Regions from separate parts of the Mus musculus genome. Here regions 1, 3, 4 and 5 are each linked to region 2. The links are chromatin contacts, called in public promoter capture Hi-C maps. All regions are on one chromosome and are shown on one strand. The core of a region is the stretch at or near the end of the contact, and the rest is flanking DNA. Distances in the headings are between cores, read along the strand shown. Region 1 holds the start of F11 (coagulation factor XI). Region 2 holds the start of Acsl1 (acyl-CoA synthetase long-chain family member 1). Region 3 holds the start of Wwc2 (WW, C2 and coiled-coil domain containing 2). Region 4 holds the start of Trappc11 (trafficking protein particle complex 11). Region 5 holds the start of Mtnr1a (melatonin receptor 1A).

What was found. Promoter capture Hi-C pulls out the DNA fragments that hold promoters and counts their contacts. Capture Hi-C pulls out chosen DNA fragments and counts their contacts.
Region 1: a promoter capture Hi-C map of stem cell-derived epiblast-like cells shows a contact between it and region 2, with 3 times the contacts expected there. The contact joins the promoter of F11 here to the promoter of Acsl1 in region 2. A contact is called at or near these places in 4 of 39 promoter capture datasets (hippocampal neurons, liver and stem cell-derived epiblast-like cells).
Region 3: a promoter capture Hi-C map of pre-B cells shows a contact between it and region 2, with 5 times the contacts expected there. The contact joins the promoter of Wwc2 here to the promoter of Acsl1 in region 2. A contact is called at or near these places in 4 of 39 promoter capture datasets (the C10 cell line, liver and pre-B cells), 1 of 484 Hi-C or Micro-C datasets (embryonic stem cells) and 1 of 9 other capture datasets (liver).
Region 4: a contact with region 2 is called in a promoter capture Hi-C map of adipose tissue, with 4 times the contacts expected there. The contact joins the promoter of Trappc11 here to the promoter of Acsl1 in region 2. A contact is called at or near these places in 4 of 39 promoter capture datasets (the HPC-7 cell line, hippocampal neurons, neural stem cells and 1 more), 4 of 484 Hi-C or Micro-C datasets (CD4 T cells, Th1 cells, regulatory T cells and 1 more) and 2 of 9 other capture datasets (adipose tissue and liver).
Region 5: a promoter capture Hi-C map of stem cell-derived epiblast-like cells shows a contact between it and region 2, with 4 times the contacts expected there. The contact joins the promoter of Mtnr1a here to the promoter of Acsl1 in region 2. A contact is called at or near these places in 2 of 39 promoter capture datasets (the 3T3-L1 cell line and stem cell-derived epiblast-like cells).

Annotation. Positions count from the first base shown.
Region 1 is chr8:45,260,681-45,263,380 of GRCm38.p6, reverse strand. It overlaps F11 (coagulation factor XI), which reads left to right and starts at 1,350. Exons shown (of 15, transcript NM_028066.2): 1 at 1,350-1,439; 2 at 2,300-2,355. The coding sequence starts at 2,301. All of the region lies in intron 3 of Gm30504 (a long non-coding RNA gene), which reads right to left.
Region 2 is chr8:46,469,750-46,472,449 of GRCm38.p6, reverse strand. Acsl1 (acyl-CoA synthetase long-chain family member 1) reads right to left here and starts at 1,413. Exons shown (of 21, transcript NM_007981.4): 1 at 1,220-1,413. Gm31050 (a long non-coding RNA gene) reads left to right here and starts at 1,400. Exons shown (of 2, transcript XR_378936.3): 1 at 1,400-1,845; 2 at 1,951-2,459.
Region 3 is chr8:47,989,274-47,991,973 of GRCm38.p6, reverse strand. Wwc2 (WW, C2 and coiled-coil domain containing 2) reads left to right here and starts at 1,430. Exons shown (of 23, transcript NM_133791.5): 1 at 1,430-1,908. The coding sequence starts at 1,778.
Region 4 is chr8:47,532,124-47,534,823 of GRCm38.p6, reverse strand. Trappc11 (trafficking protein particle complex 11) reads left to right here and starts at 1,354. Exons shown (of 30, transcript NM_177240.3): 1 at 1,354-1,505. It overlaps Rwdd4a (RWD domain containing 4A), which reads right to left and starts at 1,179. Exons shown (of 8, transcript NM_203507.3): 1 at 881-1,179. The coding sequence starts at 904.
Region 5 is chr8:45,067,779-45,070,478 of GRCm38.p6, reverse strand. It overlaps Mtnr1a (melatonin receptor 1A), which reads right to left and starts at 1,372. Exons shown (of 2, transcript NM_008639.3): 1 at 1,077-1,372. The coding sequence starts at 1,269.

The DNA.
Region 1 (2,700 bases), core at 101-2,600, 1.2 Mb after region 2:
TATGGGCAACAGCTTGCCCATAGGATGGGTCACTAGTTGGGTTGGTTACTGTTGGGCCATTCCCTCAGTCTCTGCTCCATCCCCCATCTCTACATTTCTTGTAGACAGAATCAATTTTGGGTCAAAAGTTTTGCAGGCAGGTTGTTGTCCCTCTTACATTTCTCATGGAGGCATTTCCTCAACTTATTTCCTCTCTCTGATGTCTCCAGCTCATGTCAAGTTGACACAGTTGTTCGGGACCCACATGAAGACCAAGCTGTTCATCTGCTACATGTGTGGGGAGGCCTAGGTCCAACCCGTGTATGCTGTGGTAGTTCAGTCTCTGAGAGCCAAAACAGTCCAGGTTAGTTGACTCTATTGATCTTCCTTTGGAGTTCCATCCCCTTTGGGGCCCTCAATCCTTCCCACAACTCTACCATCAGAGTCCCCAAGCTTCATCCACTGTTTGGCTGTGGGTCTCTGCATCCGTCTGAGTCAGCTGCTGGGTGGAGCCTCTCAGAGGACAGGCTTTCTAGACTCCTGTCTGCAAGCATAGCATTAATAGCATCAGGGATTGGTGCTTGCCCATAGGATGGATCACTAGTTGGGTTGGTTACTGTTGGCCATTCCCTCAGTCTCTGCTCCATCCCCCATCTCTACATTTCTTATAGACAGAATCAATTTTGGGTCAAAAGTTTTGCAGGCAGGTTGTTGTCCCTCTTGCTCCACTGAGGTTCCTGCCTAGCTACATGAGGTAGCCTCTTTAGGTTTGATATCCTCAATGCTGTGAATCCCAACTAAGATCACCCCCCATTCATTCCTGGTGTCTCCCCTATCTCAGGTCTCAGATATGCCTTCAAGATGCCCCCCCCCCACCTCTCCACCTCTGCCAGCTGCAGATTTCCATTCATTCTCATGGCCATCTGGCTATCTCTCCTGTTCCTCCCCATACCTGGTCCTGAACCCCCTTCACCCCACTCCCCATCCCCTCTCCCACCCAGTTCCTTTCCTCCATCTTCCTCCTATGACTCTTTTATTCCCTCTTCTAAATAAGATTCAAGCATCCTCGCTTGGACATTCCTTCTTATTTAGCTTCTTTGGGTCTGTGGAGTGGAGCGTGAGTATTCCAACTTCTAAGGCACACAGACAACCTCAGATTCTCCAGCCCTTTGTGTGTGTTGCTTATTTGAACAAACGGGTGAAAGAAAACACACAAAGTTGGCGTGTTGAAAGAGTTAGTCGATCTTCTGGGGTAGGTTTCAGTACAGAGACCAAAGGGACATTCTCAGACACTAGACACACTATGCAAAGACAGGATGTCACATGACAAAGGATAACGGCACAAGTAAACATTTAAGCAACAGTGTTCCATACCGGCTCACGTAGAAAAAGGACAAGACTATAGGAAAGAAAGCAAACACTCCGCCGAGGACTACAGCAAAGACAGAAAGTATCTGCAGGTACGGCTTCAAAAGGAGCATTTCTCTCAGCAACTTATATCTGTTAATGCCCTGTCTTCTGGAATAAGGGCTTAGTTTTTATCAGTAGAGAGAGATTGATTTTTAAGATGTATCTGATTTTACATTGTAGATCTCCTTAGTCACCCCCTGTAGTAAACTAAGGAAAACTTCCGTGGAGGGAGAGGGGAAGATTAGTAACTCGTAGTGAGTAAGAATTCTCTTTCAAGAAAAAGATTCAAGAGCAATACAAGGCCTAGATATGAAGGTGTGTGTGTGTGTGTGTGTGTGTGTGTGTGTGTGTCTTAACAGCCTGTTCAGAATTTAGTAGGTCACATACACTTACAAGTAATGAAGACAATATATTAATGAATTTGCAGTAATTTTTTGTTTTAGAAATAGAAACTGTTGTAAGGAGGATAATCATTCAGAGCTCTTTGATATGTATCACTCACATTCACATACATGCATACACACAGAGAGAGAGAAAGAGAGATACAGAGATAGACAGAGAGAGAACCCAAAAATGTAAAGAGAGGAAATGAGTTGAAAGAAAAAATGGGAAACTGGGTTAGGGAGGGGTTCAGATGACAGTGACTGGGGGCTTTCAGAGTTGGGAGTGAGGCAGCGATGGAGAGAGGGCAGGGAGGAGGGAGTGTCCATTGTGACCTCTGCAGAACTCTGACTAGACTGAGCAGCTCACACCGTGTTGGAGCTGTCCTAACACTACCAAGGGGACGGGGGAGACCCCATGAACACCACCTAGGGAGTTGCTCCTTTCATTCTGTGTAAAGTCTGATGTCTTCAAACTTGTTGTAAATTTATACTCTGTTCTAAAAACAGTGACATTCTTCTCTTTGTAGGATGACCTCATTACATCAGGTGTTATATTTTATCTTTTTTGCCTCAGTTTCTAGTGGTAAGTTGCTGTATTTATTTTCCCCTAACATAATATTTTTTATTACTTGAGAGTTTCATACAATGCACCCTGATCACACTCACTTTCCATTCCTTCTAAGTTCACCCTCCCACTCTTGAGCCCTGCCAGCTCACTCCCCCCTTCTTGAAAAAAAATCATCAAGTCAATCAATTTGTGTTGAGAATATATACTCGTTGGGAATGTGATCAAACTCCCAATGGTCAGCCCCTTAAAGAAAAGTGAGTCTTTTTCCTCCCCCACTTCTCTCCCCACTCCCTTACCCAGTTGGAAGCCATCAACTGTGAAGAGTTATACTTCAGCATCTTTACTACAATTTTAAAGGAC
Region 2 (2,700 bases), core at 164-2,663:
TTTTTCTTTTTTTTTTTTTTACCTTCTCCAGTCATATAATTTTAGCTCAAGATCTCAATGCAGACCTTTTACAAAGAACCAGCCTCCCACCACAAAGGGATTTCCTTCAGCTGAACTACAAGAAAAAACATCTCCCAGGATCCGGCCCTGTCTGTTTTCTGTTGTCACACCTCACCACATTGCTCCAAACCGATGGTTCCTTTCCGTTGCTCCCATTCTTAACCTTGCCCATTGCAGACCTTCAGTTCTTAACTTTGGTGAACTAGAAGGGTTTGGATGATTTCTGAGTTACGCTAATAATTTTCATTGGGCTAACCACAGATTACGTTTTGAAACGTGTATCCCAGAAACATAATCAAATGTCAAGTCCTTAAAGGGAAGACTAGAGATGGATACTCACAGTTCCAAGAGGAAGCATTTTCATAACGGCCATTCTTAACTAGGTTCCATAACCATGAGCTTGAGCGGTGTGGCAAGATGGTCTGTAAGCTCGGGCATAGTGCAGTGATTAGATGGAGCTGCCTTCTCTAGATTCTAATCCATGTGATCTTTTAAGTCCTGTATCAGCACTCGGGGTCTACGTTTCAAGGTGATAAATATCATTTTTGCTCCCTAATTTAAAAAAAAATTAAAAGCCAGATTGCCTTAAATCAATGACTCCATCACCACTGTGTGTAGTGGCTCTGGGAGCTCCTCTTGGAGACACCGCGAGAATTTCTACTTATGACATCGGGCTCTGAGCGCTGCTTCTGACCCTCCTCGAACGCTCGGCGCAGGGGCACGTCACAGAGCGGCACCGGGACAGTCCGTGTCCACGCGCGGTGAGTGCGCGCCTCACAATCCCCGCCTCTGGGGGTACGAGGGATGCGGTGGCGGAGACGCCAGGGTCCCCAGCAAGCAGGACCACCTCTCGGCACCTGAGCCGGGGAGGGAAGGTCCCAGCCGCCACACCAGCCAGGGACCGTGCAGAGAGGAACCTCTTGACTCCGCGGTGCACCAGCCCCGCGCGCGCACGGCCCGCGGGGGAACCCGGGCTCCGGCACCGGAAGCGGCGGCCGCCGGAGCGGCCCCAGAGCCTCCCGAAGCCGAGGGAAACGAGGCCGTGGAGCCCAGGCCGGAAAAGCGGAACGTCCCGCAGAGCCGCGGGGAGGTTCTCCCGTCTCGGCCCGGCTAGGGTCGCCTTGGCCGACTCGCGGCCCTTCGCGGCTGGCGCACTCACCTCCTCCGCTGCCCGGGCTGCTCCACAGGCGGCTGTCACTGCAATCCACGAACTGCCCCGCGCCGGGTTGCGATGCTATTTAAGGAGTCGCGGCCGCAGCTGCTCTCTTGGCTGCGCCACCGGCGTTGCAGCAGCAGCAGCAGGGCCGGGCGGCTGGTAGTGCGCGTGCCGTGCCACGCCGCCCCGCCCCGTCCGCAGGCTCCTCCCCGCCCCATCTCTTAGCGCGCCCACTCCCCCTCGCCAGCTCCTCCCCTCCTGTCGCACAGGTCGAGGCTGTCCCGCCCCATCACACCCACCGCTCCTCTCAGGTCCCGCCCCATCGGCGCCATTCCCGCCTCCCAAGCCCCGCCCTATCTGGGCTGATCCAAGCCCCTCAGACCCGCGGTGCCTCTCAGGCCACGCCCACCAGCTCCAGTCCTTCCCCTCCGGCCGCGCCTCCTCGGTCTTTTGCCCCGCCCCTTAAGGCCCAGTCCTCCTTCAGGTCCCGCCCAGTCCTGCTGACTCCGCCTCTCCCTCCAAAGCCGCAAGGTGGGCGTGGCCTCCCTCAGGTCCATGAGCATGGCTGTCAGCAAGCAAAAGCCACTAAGGTCACCCAAACTGCCCTCTAGTTTCACAACGAATCTGAGGTAGGGCAAAGGGTAAATCTGGAAGTCTCCTGAACCCTGATAATGTGATGCTATGGAATGTTGCAGGTGCCCTTTAGCTCTTCCATCCTTAACATTCTTCCACAGCTGACACCTTGGCATAGCCTCTCTGCTTGCTTCTCTGCTTGGAGGGACCACGGTAGCTGAAGAAGTCCCATCTTTCTTTAGCACAGATATACACGAACCCCTTTAATCCAGTTTCACCACGGTCCCCACACCAAGTTTCGCCACAGTCCTTGGCTAGGAATACAGGACTTCCGCAATATCCTGGCCATGAGGCATCTCTGGACAACCCAGGCCCCTGTGTGGTTCAAGTGAAAAGCAGACTTAGTCGTTGCTCAAGGACGGTGTCCACCTGCCAAGTTTTAAAGGCTTGTCTGCCCTGCTCAGCCTTGGCTCTGTAGACTTGACAAATCCCTTGGGAAAACCTTTTAAGGGCTACCAACGGCCAATGCAAGGCCAGTAGGATGGCTCACTGGGTTAAAGCCCATGCCTGTCACAAAGCCTGAAGTGCAATTCTCAATCCTCAGGACTGTGAGTTACCATGTGCGCATGTAACCCTTCTTCAAACGTCATTTTAAAAAATCTTAAAGATACCCCAAAGCTTTAAGATAATCTTTTAAAAGGTTAAATACTAGAGCCATCACTGTTGCTCAGTGTCCAGAACTGGTCAGTGTGGTTAAGGTAAGATGTAGATCATGCTAACATTTTGAATGGGAAAAAAAAAAGGTCAATATAATTGTTGCCAGGTTCACCTCATGCTATTGCATGAAGACAGTCATCCAGGTACAGGAGGGTTTGCTCCCAGCATTAGATGGAAGTCTTTCTAATATTGCC
Region 3 (2,700 bases), core at 181-2,680, 1.5 Mb before region 2:
GTCTAGTTCTATTCACAACTTCAGCAAATGCCCAGGCACAGAAAATGTCCTGCCCAATGCTAGGTCCTGAAGTTATTACATTGGCAGGTCTGGTTAAGGGAATTCAGACCAAGAGGTGAAGGATTGAGCTCTGGGGCCTTTCTTCCTAAAATCTGCCATTTCAAAAGCATCTGCTTAGAGGCCTGGGAGAATATTGACAAGGTTGGCAATGCACAGCAGGCTGTAAAGGTTGAGGACGAAAGGCTATTTCTCAGACTGAGGACAAGGGACACTGCAAGCTTAGTGTCTTGACTCTGCCAAGGCTTTGTCGTCTTAGGAGTCTGACATCCGGCTCCTACCCAGGGCCGATCAGCACTTAATAGCTAAATAAATAAATGTTTGTGAGAGATCTACACCTCATACCAGATGGACCCTTGATCAAGCAAAGTGTGGCCACTGACTCCCGCCTTGGCCCCCTTCCGAGTGATTATTAACCCCTTCTGCCACCCCACCCCCCACCCCCGGTCCGGGACTGGGGTGGAGAACTTCCCGGGACAGAGAGTTGGAAGGAAGGGACTGGATAGTGGACGCAGCCATGTCCCTTGGATTTAAACCCAGAAGGGGACGCCAGATGCACAGGGCCCTGACCCCGCCAGTGCAGCCCCCTGACCCGGCGGGGCAGCACCGGTGATTCGGACCCCTAGGGCCCGCGCGGGGCTGACTGGCGGCGACAGTGGCGGGGTGGCCCTGTCGCTTCTAAGGATCAGGCCGGAGTTGCCCCGTGGGCCACTGGGGCGGACATGTCGCAGCTCTCATGGATAGGGACCCGCCTTTACTTTGCTCCCTTAGGCCCGCGAGGCCCTGGTGAGGTCACCGAGGGCCAGACTGAGCAGAAGGCTCGGGGGCGCCGCGGCCCCGGACACGCCCCGGACACACTCCCAGCGCTTTTTGCACACTTCCCCACCGCCGGGAACAGCCAAGGCACGGGGCGCGGCGTGGGGGGGGGGGGGTGGGGGGGGTGGGGGCGTTCTGTGCCCTTACTGTTTGTTGGGACTTCTTCCCAGGACAGCATTCCCCACCCTTTCCTCTCGAAAGTCTTGTGGTTTCCCTAGAAGACGGAAAGAGGTTGAGAAGGTTGCAGACTTTTTTTTCTTTGGCTTCTTTTTCCATCCAGAAAGCCCTCTAAATCCCCAAAGGGTCTGGCGGAGAGGGGACATCTCGGGCTGCAGAGGAGGGAGCGAGCTGTGCATTCCTCCGCCCTACCGCCTCCCACCTGGCCTCGTCGCTCCCCTCCCCCGCCCGGGCTCAGCCCCGCGTCCCGCCGCGGCCGCCCCGGCAGCTGCAGGGTTAAGCTCAGGAATGTGGCGGCGAGGAATGTGCATGCAGATGAGGCGGGCGCGGGGCGGGCCGGGGGCGGAGCGCATGCTAATCGCATGCAAATGAGCAGGCCAGTCGCCGCCGGGCCGTTGCTCCGCGGAGCTTCCCGGATCCGAGCCCAGACGGCGTCGGCCGGGGCAGCCTGGGCGCCGCGACCCTCGGCGGCCACAGGGGGACGGGGAGGAGGAGGAAGAGGCGGAGGCAGCGGCGGCAAGGAGGAGGAGGAGGGCTCGCTCGTCTGTTCCGACGCAGACATGGTGGACTGATCTCCGGCAGGGCTGAGAGCAGGGATCCCCGAGGCTTCCCCGCGCGTAGCTCGCCGTGCCCCTCGCCCCGCACGCCCCTCGCCGGCACCCGCGTTCCCGCCGCGCCCCGCGCCCGGTCCCTATGGAGGCGCCGCTCGCCGGCGAGGCCGCCGACCATGCCTAGGAGGGCCGGGAGCGGGCAGCTGCCGCTACCCCGGGGCTGGGAGGAGGCCAGGGACTACGACGGCAAGGTTTTCTACATCGACCACAACACCAGGAGGACCAGCTGGATCGACCCCCGGGACAGGTGGGTGGCCGGGCCCCGGCCGGGTGCGGGGACCCGCCTCGGGAAGTGCTGCGGTGGCTGTTGTCTGGGAGACCTGGAGGGCGCCGGGGGCGTGGGGCGTCGCCGGCCCTGCACCCCCCGAGGGGCTCCGGGGTAGGCGCGGGACGGTCGGCCTAGGCGCGGCTGTATCTGCCCGCCAGGCGCCCCTTCTTGGGCCCCATTGCCCACTGCCTTCCCCACACCCCTCGGGGACTTGTAGACACTCCCTGTCCCAAGGGAAGGGCCGGATTGGTGCCCTGGGTTGGCACCCTGAGTCCAGTTAGCCGGCTCAGGGTGTGTGTGTGTGGGTACTTGACCCCTCTCTAGACCTCCTGTGTGCTGTTTAAAGTTGGTCAGATGGAGGGAGAGGGCACCTTTCGACCTCTGAGGCACGCTGAGCTCGGGGCCTCCCGGAGGCCTAAGTGATGGTGAATTACTAGTCATCTGGGCCACCTGTGGCATCTCTCCTGCCTTACATACCTAGCTCCTGGGCACTGACTGCAAGCTTTTCCTAGGGCGCACCCCGAACCATGTCCTAGGGTCTGAACGTGGAGAGAGGGTCCCACTCCTGGCTCGACCTTCGTAGCTTTGCCCCTAAGATTAAAAAAACAAACCACTGTTTTGGAGTTTTGCTTCTAACCGTGGTTCCTCACCTGGAAACCTGGTCAGATTTTCCTTGTGAAGTGGCACGGAGACTGGAAGGGAACCTTGACCACAGCTGTGGGTAGCCCAGACTTGAAGCTTAGCCTAGTTTTTGCACAGCGATATAAGCAT
Region 4 (2,700 bases), core at 105-2,604, 1.1 Mb before region 2:
CAAGGAGTCTACTGCTACATAAGATTTGTCTTCTTTGTTTGAGAAGGCATTTTTGGAACACCAGGCTAGTCTCAAACTCTGACATCAGCCTGCCTCTGCCACCCTAACACTGGGATTAAAGGCGTACACCACTACCGCCAGGTGGGATTTATCTTCTAATCCTTACTCTACCACGTTCACCAAGCTAGGGTGCTCTTTTTCCTTTTTCATCTGGACACATTACAGAGTTGGAAAGTTCAATGACAGGTGATTTATAGGACCTATTCCTTCCGACTTTGATATTTTGCAAAGCAAACAAACCACCACCACCAATAACAACAACAACAAAAACCAAAACACAAACTACAAAATTCTGATTGACATGAGGATGCTCAAAAATATTGTATATCCCTCAACAACAGACTGAGGAGTGACTTCACTGAGCATTATGGACAGAAACCGAAACACCAGGGTCATTCATTTTTCTGTAGAGATTTTACTTACTCGATCGACCCTTTCCACGAGACCACAAGTTTTCAAATTTAAAGGCGTTCAGATTTGAAGACAGAATAACTCGACACACAAGCGCTAAGCCACACAAGGGATTTAAGGACGGCCAAGTGCTCTAGGGTCGTGGACCAAGGACACTCATCTTACCAAGGAAATCTAGGAAGACCTAAATACAAAAATGACAAATGAGGGAAGCGGGAGGCTGAGTCTCACGTAACCCATTCGTGCTTGCTGGCCATAAGGTTGCCCAGTGCTATCTGGCAGGGGAACCACCAACGTGGGACATCCGGACAGGCGAAGAAGGTTCTCAGAGCAAAGGACACGTGCGAAGTCTGGGTGCTCCACGTCGTGACCTGCGCCGGGACAGGGGTGTCTAGTCCTGGGTTCTCACCTCTTGGTCCTCGTTGGCACCCATCGTGCCGGGCGCACGGCGTTCGCTACCGCGATGAACGGGCGGGCAGCGGGCGGGAGGCCGGGGCACCCCGTTTCCGCGCCTCGGTCTAGAGAAATCCTCCTCGCAGCCGTGGGTACGACCTCGTGCGCTCCAGATCCTCGGCAGCACCAAGCCACCGGCAGTCGATTGTGGGCCGGGAACCCAGGATCGCGTTATGTGTGATCGGGAACCGGGATCACGTTAAGGGACACCTAGACCTCTGACCAGTTACTGATGGGCGGTACCGAGGAAGCCCCGCCCCTTCTCACGATCGCGTCTCCTATTGGCTCCTTCTCTTTCCGCCCCCAACTCTTTCTCCTCTAGGAAATGGAACACCTTCCTAACAAGGAAACCCGTTCTATTCCAGGACTGGTGTGGAGTGCTGTCACTCAAGCCCAGGAAGTGCTTCCTGTGCCAGCGGAGGCGGGGAAAAGGAAGTGTCGCCTTCTGTCGCCCGGTCTGCGGCTGGGGCTGTTGCTTGTCGGTGGCCGCATTCCTAGACGCCCCTGCCTGGCTCTCTTGCCTCTTTCGGGGCTGACGGCGACTCGCCGCAGCTGCAGCGGGTCCAGGGCGTGCGGCCAGGGTGAGTTGGGCCCAGAGACCTTCCAGGCCAGGCTATCCCGGCTGGCTTGGTGGCCTGCGTTTCCCCTTGGCGTCCACCGATGCAATCTTGGCGTTTCTCCTTCCCCTGCAAAGAATTATTGCCAGAGAGGTGGGAGTGGTGGAGGAAAATAATGTCAGTTTCTAGGACTTTGAGGTTATTCTCCTTGCCCAGTGGCAGCTACTAGAGCCTAATGCTGAGATCCTAGGGACAGCCCTTTGGTTCTTCATTTGAGCGTTTTGCAATCGGATGTCTCTGAATCCTTGCTTGTTAGCCGGTGACTTGCATCCCAAACCACCTGTTTATTGATAGCCGTCTTCTTTAGTAGATACTCTGATTGGGTTAGCTTGTTTCTCTTCTATGATAGATTGCACTGACGAGGTGATCTGGTGCTGAGGACTTAACTTTGTACTTCTCCATGTTCCCTCTCTGTCAATGGTTTGCTTGGTTTCTCCATTATTTTCCGGGAAATCAGGAAGCGATTTCTTTCCTGTGTGTCACTGAAATCTATTCAGTCAACACTTGTCCTGTTCCGTTCCTTTTTAAATTTTCCTACAGCATAGTCAGGACCATTGCAAGTGTCCAAGCTTGTAAGGTAGAATAAAGCCGGGATTGCTGGTGTAGTTTTCATGACGTTGTTGGAAAAGATTTACACTGTCAGCTGTGAGAGCCAGTAACTAAGGGAAGGCTAGAGAGCACTTGAAATCTGCTAGTTTAACGGAGGGTGTGCAGTTCCTATAAAATACGCACAGGCTTGAAGACAATGCACAAATAGGTTTTTACAAGTTCATCGATAACTTATAATGATGTTTGGAAAATATTGTTGGCTAAAATAGAATATATCTAAAATCCCACATCTTTCTTTTTCTTTTGGGGGGGAGTTGGGAGGCTGTCTTTGATATCTCCATAGCCCTGGCTGGCCTGAAACTGCCCCCTGCCTCTGCCTCTCCAATGATGGGTTTTCAGGAGTGCTTTCTGAGCCAACTTCTCTTTTCCCTTCTAACATAACTGCTGGAAATTTTGACTTTTTTTTTCTTTGATTCATGCTGTATACCTCTCAGGTGGTGCTAATTTTAAAACTTTGCAAGTTTATTCTACTTCCCCTTATAGCCGGTCAATATTCAAGGGCCACAGCTATTTCTTTGGAGCCTCTAAGATCAAGGGAAAAGGCCCTTTC
Region 5 (2,700 bases), core at 123-2,622, 1.4 Mb after region 2:
CAGTGCAGCTTGTGGAGACTCCTAGCTCTCAGAAGGGGTGTGCTCCCCCAACTATTCGCTTATCCCAACTATTCATTTATTACAGTGGTGGAGACCAAGCCTAGGGCTTTGCCAATGCTCCACAAACAACAACCACCAAGCTATTGAATTCTGAAGACTGGATTCTAGTTTAGGCCGATCATCCGTGAAAGGAAGTCATCCCGTTTTCTAAGCCAAACTGAATTCACATTATCAGATATTTTCAAACTAATTCTTGTACTTTGCACAGCCCGAAGCGTTGCAGAAGCTAGGCCAAAGGTGAGCCACATGCTGCCTGAATTTGAGTTTTCACCAGCTACCTGGTTTAGGACAAAAATATCATTTGGGGCCATTTATTTAAGCAAATGGATTCCCCTCTACCCTTCTACCAAAAGTTTACTTCCAAACCAGGAACAGAAATCCAAGCAACCTTGACGCTGTTTGAAGGCATAAAAAAGCTTAGGGAGAACCGACCAACCCGCTCTTACGCTCTTACGCAGGGTAACTAGGTCAGCTCATTGCTCCAGGGAACCCCAACTGTAACTCAAACACAGAATTAACTCTAGTCCTATATTCTATGCAAATGCATTTCTCGCTACAGTTTTCATCTTCTAAAATGCAGATTTGACTTGAGGAACAAAGGTGCTTCCTCAGCATTCTTAGCATCTTCCCAGACTACCTTGCAATTTGGTGCTGTTAGCTGAAAACCACACCTGATAACAAAAGCCAAGCAGTAGCTCTGTTGTTTTTGGCGGCTTCTGCATCTTCTCCTATTTTTGCGAAGTTGGGGGAAATGGATTTTATGCAAATCCAAACAACTGATGATGAGTTCGTTGATCTAGATGAGTAAAGAGATGCTGTGGGAGGGAACAGAGTTTTACATCTCTAAGAACTGAAGACTCCTGGATGATCTTTGTCAAGGCATCTTATAGAGGGACAGGGTCAAGAGAAAGGAGAGAAAATTATCCAAAGTCTCATTTCTCAGAAACGGACTTTCTGAAGTTTTCTCAGTGTCCCGCAATGGGGCTAGCGCTGGGAAAGGTGCCCGGAGCCCCTACCTGAGTTCCTGAGCTTCTTGTTGCGGTACACAGACAGGATGACCAGCAGGTTGCCCAGAATGTCCACCACGATGGTAAAGATGAGGATGAAGGCCAGTGTAGAGGCCAGCCAGGACGGTCGTGGTCTCCCTCCCTCCCCGCCGCCTGGAGCCTGCTGAGTGGCATTGAGCAGCTCGCTGACATTGCCCTTCATGGTCCCCTGGGTGCCTCACCGCAGCACAGCCAGGGCCATTGTCCTGTCGCCCCGGAGCCCTCAACTGCTCAGCTCTGCTCGAGCCCTCTCCGCCACTTTTTATGGCCCTCCCGCGTCTACTTTGCATCCTTATGATTGCTTCGCGGCTGTCCTGCCCACTCCAGCCCCTCCCGGTGGTAGGACACCCTCTCTGCACTTGGCCACTGCCGCCTGCTGACACCTGCTGTCCACTGCCCAGCAACTTGGACTCGGAGGTCCCACAGTGCGTGCACGTTGCGCCCCCGTGTGGCGAGACTCGGTGAGACACGTGGAGGCATCAAGTGGAGGGAAACTTGCACCCTGGAAGGCCTCGATTCACGAACTTGAATCCTAACCAGGACTAGATGCCCTGGATGTCTTATCCGGAAAATGAAGATGAAAATAGAATCTAACTCATCAACTTTAATAGTCAATGATGTGTAAAAATAAAGTAATAATGATATTAAATCACACCCTTTCCGTCTGGCATAGCACGATTTAATGTCTGTTCTGGGTGTTTCTGGCAATTAAACGAAACAAAATGTAAATATTTGCAGATGACAGGTGTATATGTTCTTTTGAAACTATCAGTGAAAACAGAAACTTGAGATAATAGAAGCAGACGTAGAACCACAGTGTAAGATTTCTGGGAAGTGCATTAGCCAGCTCTGTACAGAATGGAACAAAACCCCAAAACTTTCTTCAACATGGGGAAGGAGACTTACACAAAACATATGATGTTCTCATATTGAACACTTAAATTTTCATGCTCTCCATATATTTTATGGCTGTCCAATTCCTAAGCATTTCCAAAGTCCCTTTGAAAGAGTGAAGAAAAATGAAGAAAATACATTTTAAGAAGATGAATACCAGAAAAGCATGACATGACAATATTAAAATCTGTATTAAAATTAAACAATGTGTCGTAGCTCTGGAGGCTGAGGCAGGAGAATCAACACCAGTTTGGGGGCATCTTGAGCTGTGTGGTCAATCAGTGTTGCTGTATAAAATCCTGTCTCAACAAATCATATTAAGTAAAATGGTTGTGTTCATCAATAATTTCAAGAAGAAATGCAATGCAGAATTGAGGGGCCTGAGCGTGTGGCTCTGTCGTTAGGGCTCCTGTGCAGCATTTGCAAAATCTTAGACTCCATTTCTAGTGCTGTATAAACTGGATGTGGCACCTCAGTCACGTAACCCCAGCACCCAGGAGGGAAGGCAAAGGATCAGAGGTTCAAGGTCATCCTCCGCTGTTCAGGACAAACCTGGGATGTGCGAGATTTCATCTAAACCGAGAATAAAGCACAGAATTAAGAAGGTTAATGTTTTAAATTAGCAATGAGGGAAATCGGTGATGGACAGGAAGATATGTTTAAGGGAATGTGGGTAAGTGAGTCTCTAAACTTGAGGTAA